Linked DNA regions of Mus musculus: region 1 is linked to region 2. A link is a contact called in public HiChIP or PLAC-seq data. All regions are on one chromosome and are shown on one strand. The core of a region is the stretch at or near the end of the contact, and the rest is flanking DNA. Distances in the headings are between cores, read along the strand shown. Region 1 has its middle 23 kb from the start of 4930568G15Rik. Region 2 has its middle 29 kb from the start of Gm26685.

Region 1 (3,031 bases), core at 132-2,631, 580 kb before region 2:
GGAAATAGAAGGGTCTGGGGTTCCTGGAAGAATTGGAAGGAGGTAGTGTGATGTGGGTTTGACGAAAATATACTGTATGTGTATATGGAATTTATAATGAATAAATAAAATATTAAAAATCAAACAACAGGAGAGTTGTAACATTTGTTATTGGCTTGGCAGTTGCTTTGCAGTAACATTTCAGAATGATGACCCCAATTTAACCTGTGACAAGTGCTAAATGAATGCTCCCCCTTTGCCCAGGAGTGCCCACTGCTTTACCATTGTTCCAAAGGCACCATTCTGCTCTCTGAGAATCTTAGGAGTGGCTGTGAAAACCACGGCTTTCCTGTCCCTCTGCAGTAGCTTACTGTCAGGCCAGGCATATCTAGTGGAGTCCCAGACATGAACCTATGCAGCCTCCCCCCCCCCCCCGGTCCCCCCCACTGTCTTGTGCATCTTTTGGCCTCCACTTCAATCACAGGGGAAGTTGTATTTATAGCCAGAGAAAAGGAAATAGAGGTCATAGGTGGTCCAATTGGTGGCTGACTGAGTCACTGGCCTCTCCCAAGTTTCTTGAAGACAGATCAGGGGAGGGGGCTGGTGAGCTGGTGGCAGCTGTAGGGACTTTGCCTTGAAGCTGCACCGTGACCCACACAGAACGCAGTGTGTGCTCCTGCTATAAGTGCTTTGAGAGGAAAGGAAAGGACACTGGACTCCAGACCTAAGGGAATGCGCTAGAGAGATGGGCACACGTGAGGACAGACCTCTGAAATCGCAGGTATAACGGACAAAGGCTTCGGGAATCTCGTTTGGATTCAGATATTCATCCTGCATAGCGAAGCAGACTCAAGATTAGAGAACTAACTTCCCCTACCTCTCTTCTGATATCACTCTCCTATTATTTAAGTATTCTCCAGCCAAACTAAAAAGGATCTAACACACACCCCCTTTGCGCCAGAACGGAGAGTGGAACCCGCGGCGTCTGGAGAGCGGAGCCCACAGCATCTGGCTTCCCTCAAACCCGGTGAGAAGGCGTGGTATGCCCTGCTGGGGAAATGTGTAGATATGCCTTTAGAGTTTAACTGGATGACGGAGGTTCCACAAAGCAAGCAGAAGATAAGTGGGCTTTTGGCAAAGATAACGTTCAAGCGCCCTCTTCTGGGAGAGATTAAGAGTATTTTTAAATAGCAGGATCACTGCCCAGGGGAATATAAGAAACCAACACCATTTTCTACCCTTTAAAACAATGTAATTGATTTGTGAGCTCAAGGAAGCCATGGAAGAGCATATTGGAACCGTCTGCGCTTGGGATTTGGGAATGTGTGTCACTGCCACGTCCCTACCAGAATGAGGGACATATAGCAGCTGGATGCTACTGTAGTCAGATGTAACCAGGTTTTCCTTTTAGCTTAAGGGATGGTCTAGCTGAGACAGACTACTCATTCGGTCCTTAGGCTTGGCTTTCCCACGCTCAGTTTCTAATCTATGCCTTGGCCGGGAGTGTGGGGACTTTGGGGGTGTAATAATCCAGCAGCTGAGACAAATCTCAGAGGGAATCCAGTCACTGATGGCTGGACAGAAATTTGAAAATCATCTAGAAACAAGGAGGATGAAGTTAAATGTCATGGTTCTGGGGGGAAAAAACCAACTGTCTAAATATAGATTAGAACCTTTCACAGGAAAAGCTGTGAGGATAAGGAGATACAGGAGAACAAAAGGGAGGACTCGTTTTTCTAGCGTCCAGACTCAGTGCAAAGACATTGCCTGTGTGGGCCTGGCAGACCCCTGGGCGCCCCCCACTCCCAGGGAAGACATGGAGAATGAGGGCTGTGCTCGGAGCAGGCTTCTGGGACTCACAGGAGACTGGAAAGCAGGCAGGAGGTGATAATACACCGTGGCTCATGGCTCGCCTTACAGAGTAGAGAGAGTAAGGGATGTGAGCAGAGATTTCAGGAGACAGCGAAGCCCGAGCCCTGAGCTTTAAGTGGCATCTTGGGCTGGAGTCTTTGATCTCACTGTTCTCCAGTCTTCCCTGCCAGCTCAGAGGAGCTCCATTCTCGCAGGCCCCTCTGCACTTCCTACAAAAACACCAGCCTGCCGCTTGATTGCCTCCTTTCCAGTCTCAGCTGCATTTCTTCACAGCTCCAGTTACCGAGTGAATAGCGGTGTTCCTTGTTTCCAGGCAGTGTTTGCATCAGGGTGATTTGGTGTGCGATGCTGGGCTGTGGAGTCTGAGTGCCTGGGCAAAGTTTGGGTCCGGTTTCCTTCTAGCGTCAGACTATAGGCATGCTTGTTTACTAACCGCTTTGAACTCTTTTGTTTTCGGTTTTTCGAGACAAGGTCTCACTTTGCAGCTCTGGCTGGCCTGGAACTCATTGTGTAGACTAGGCTGTCATTGAACTCGCGGAGATCCACTTGCCTCTGCCTCTTGAGAGCCAGGATTAAAGGTGTGTGTCACTATGCCAGCCTTTCTCTGAGTTCTAATAATTACCCAACCTAGAAACTGACAGCTGATACCTACTACCTGTGGGTGTTAAATGAGTTAAGTACTGCAAAGGTTTATAAGGATGCTTATGTAAGACACTTAAAATCACTTCCCATGGTATATTTTATTTTAAATTTATATTTATTTTATTTGTATATATATATATTTATTTATAAAACAAATATATTTATACATATAAATATATTTATTTAAAATTATTTACCTTTTTGCATTTACCTATTTAAACATTTTTTGAGATTATAATTACATTATAGCTCCACTGTCCATTTGTCTGGTTTAGAGTCACCTAGGAGACACATTGAGCCCTTGAGCTGTGGCCAAGCTGAACCCGAACCTATCCTTTATGAGTTGTTCTTGTCACAACAATGGGGAAAAAATCACTGAGAATTGGTGTTTGGTGACAGCCATGTTGGCTCCCACAGGTCCTAGTAAAGTGGACATAAGGCACTGTGATTATTTATAATTATGGGATAGAAGTCAACTATCTTTTTAATTTCTTTGAGACAAGGTTTCCCACTGTAGCCCAGGCTAGCCTTAAATTTG
Region 2 (3,003 bases), core at 7-2,506:
GAAAACTTATTTTCTTTCTAAAGAACTTGAAATGGAGAACATAAAGAAAAGCAGCCTGTTGTTCACAGGTAAAGGTAGAAATGTTATTATTGTGTGTTCTTCACATCTTTTACACTTGCCTCCTGTTAGCACCCCAGTTGGTCAGTATTTACCCACTGAGTATGGTTCAGTGGAGACAGATTCTCTCAGAGGTCTGCAACTGAAAGAAAATGAGATTTTGTATCTTGTGATTCATGTAAAAGAGTTGTCTATGAGCCTCCGGCCTGGGGCCGAGAACAAAGCAGAACAGACAGGGCTGTTGTTAAGACATTCCTAAGAATGGCTTGATTGTACAAGCAGGGCTATCTTGTCTGGGTCAACACCACCTGGCCGGAACCTCCCCTCTGTCTACTGCCCCTTGATGCCGGGTAAAGTCATACATCAACTGGTTGCTATGTGAACAAAGATAAGCCCCCAGCCCACAGGAACAAAGTCCTGATGCCCTGTAATCTTTCTGTTAATGTTTGAATAAACCAATAGTGTGTCGCTATGCTGAATTCCACACCCCTAAGCCCCTTACCCCATAAAACCCCCTAGCTTTCAAGCCTCGGGGCCGACATGCATTATCTCCTGTGTGGGATGCATGTCGGTCCGGAGCTCCGTCATTAAACGTCCTCATGTAGTTACATCAAGAGATGGTCCTTCGTGATTTTTTTGGGTGCACGCCGAATTGGGAATTGGGTGGGGGTTTCCCCACTAGGTCTAACACAACATCCTCCCCCCCCCCAAAAAAACAACACTTTTCCAGGCCTACATAGTCATGTGTGAATTATAAATTCAGAAATGGACAGCTTGTCTCTATACTAAACTATGAACTACCAGGTGGAGTGACTTGATCCCTGGGGATTATCTGATGGTAAGCAAATGGGATTTTATAAAGGATCAGTCAAAGTGGCAGTCCGCAGGGACTGTTGGCTAGAAGGACCTCGGCTATGGCAGTCCATGGAACTCTCATGTCACCTCTCCTCTTGCCTCTCCACAAGGAGAAAGCCCTAAGTATTAAGAACAAGCATCTCAAGGGAGCTAGGTAGGATGGTACCCTAGTTTTCAACAGAGTTTTGTTTCTGCTCTAGTTCCACATGTGCTCAGTTTCAAAGAAAGGGTTATAGTCTCCGCCCCTCAATGAGTCAAGATCACATTGCAAAAACAAAAGGTATTGTTGGGGCTATATCTGGAAACTACCATTGTTTAGTCAACAATTTACCCCTCTTCCTTGATAAATACTTGCCTCTAGGACCACCAAATCTCACTCTATCACGACATTAGGCCATTGTTTAAACCAAGCACTTCAAATATAGCAATTTGAGTACCATTCCTCCACTATAAAGAGTAAGCTAAAGTTACTGAACACACCCTCACCCCCATCCCCACCTCCTACCTTCCACCCCCAACCCCCAGTGATATAATAGTTCAACATAACTATGACAGACACTCCTGTTCATAAAGGAAGGACGCATGAGGTGCATAGCAGTCACAGGTCCAGACATCTTTCTGAAACCCAGAGGGGCACAAACTGCCTGCCCGGTGTTCACTAAGGCTCTTGGGTCTGCTGCTCGTTCTGAACCTCTTGGCACTGCCCACAGAGTACTTGGCTCTGCCACAGAGTAATTTTTTCAGCCAGCTCATTACATGTATCGAGGAATCCAAATGTCCCATTTCATTTGTGCTGGTTGTGAGCCTTTTGGTGTAAGCTGATACAATCCCTTTGAAAGCTTTGTGAACACTTGGGGTTATCCATTTATAATTTATTCGGTGAGACTTTTAAAAACCAGACCACGAATTTCCTTGTGACTGGCTTTGCTTTCTCAGCTTTGGGGTCCCTGTGATATTTCATGAGGCAATAATATCTTTATTGCTCTTTTTGCTTTTTTTTTCTTTTAACTACACTTATTTGTTTGTTTGAGGTGGGTGCACTTGTGTCAGAGGACAGCTAATGAGGATCTTTTCTCTCCTGCCATGCAGGGCCTAGGGCTACACAAAGTCATCAGGCTTAGTGGGAAGTGCCTGCACCTGCTGAGCCATCTTACAGCACCCCGCCCTAGCTCTTTCTTTTTCTTTTCTCTTGAGAAAGAGTCTTCCCACAGAGTCTTCAGGGTGACTGTGACCTCATGACACTCCTTCCTCAGCCTCATAAACCCTGTAATTAACCATAGCCACTGACTTCATACATCTTTAGAAGCCCTATTGCCAAACAAAAGAGATCAGATGTTACCAGCTTTTCTGGGGCATCTTAGAAAATAGTGGGGTGAGGGTGCTAAACCTATTCTTTTTTTTTTTAATTTATTTATTTATTATATGTAAGTACACTGTAGTTGTCTTTAGACACACCAGAAGAGGGCATCAGATCTCATCACGGATGGTTGTGAGCCACCATGTGGTTGCTGGGATTTGAACTCAGGACCTTCGGAAGAGCAGTCAGTTCTCTTACCCACTGAGCCATCTCTCCAGCCCGCTAAACCTATTCTTGCTCTAAGTCAAAAGCTATCACCGAAGGCTGGACCCTTCCCTCTGTTTGAAAAACTCAAAGGCGAACTGTCTTTAGAAAAAAAGGTTCACTAAGGCTGAACCACGGGGCTCCAAGATCATTAAACTCAAGTTGGGAACTCAGGAAGATGGTCAAGCAAACAAGAGGGCGGTTGCTAGTGACAACATATTTAGACAACTAACAATTGCAAATATTGGGGCTGTCAAATTGAGAGACAGATAGACAGGAGGGGGGAGGAGGGGGAGGAAGGAGAGAGAGAGAGAGAGGTGCATAGGCTGGCTTCCAACTTGCTACTTCTGATCCTCCTACCTACATTGCCCAAGTGATTAGATTACAGGAGCATGGCAGTATGTTCATATCTCTCTCTCTCTCTCTCTCTCTCTCTCTCCCTCTCTCTCTCTCTCTCTCTCTCAAATGCTAGATGTCAAATTCAGGGCCTTTTGCATATCAGGCACTCTACCAACTAAGCTACCTCTCTG

Evidence for each region. HiChIP or PLAC-seq counts read pairs in DNA pulled down with a chosen protein or histone mark.
Region 1: an H3K27ac HiChIP or PLAC-seq map of extraembryonic endoderm stem cells shows a contact between it and region 2. The contact joins two enhancer-like sites. A contact is called at or near these places in 1 of 15 datasets of contacts at CTCF or cohesin (large pre-B cells), 3 of 115 datasets of contacts at active chromatin or transcription factors (embryonic basal ganglia, extraembryonic endoderm stem cells and trophoblast stem cells) and 1 of 9 other capture datasets (embryonic stem cells).

Annotation. Positions count from the first base shown.
Region 1 is chr1:165,113,016-165,116,046 of GRCm38.p6, reverse strand. No RefSeq gene overlaps it. Among named protein-coding and RNA genes, the nearest start is that of 4930568G15Rik, 23 kb to the right of the region's middle. Within about 2 kb of position 1,381, at least 49 of the 459 cell types and tissues checked have an H3K27ac peak or open chromatin away from gene starts, as enhancers often do. A contact at or near this core is called in extraembryonic endoderm stem cells, where this site is marked.
Region 2 is chr1:164,530,999-164,534,001 of GRCm38.p6, reverse strand. No RefSeq gene overlaps it. Among named protein-coding and RNA genes, the nearest start is that of Gm26685, 29 kb to the right of the region's middle. Within about 2 kb of position 1,256, at least 12 of the 459 cell types and tissues checked have an H3K27ac peak or open chromatin away from gene starts, as enhancers often do. A contact at or near this core is called in extraembryonic endoderm stem cells, where this site is marked.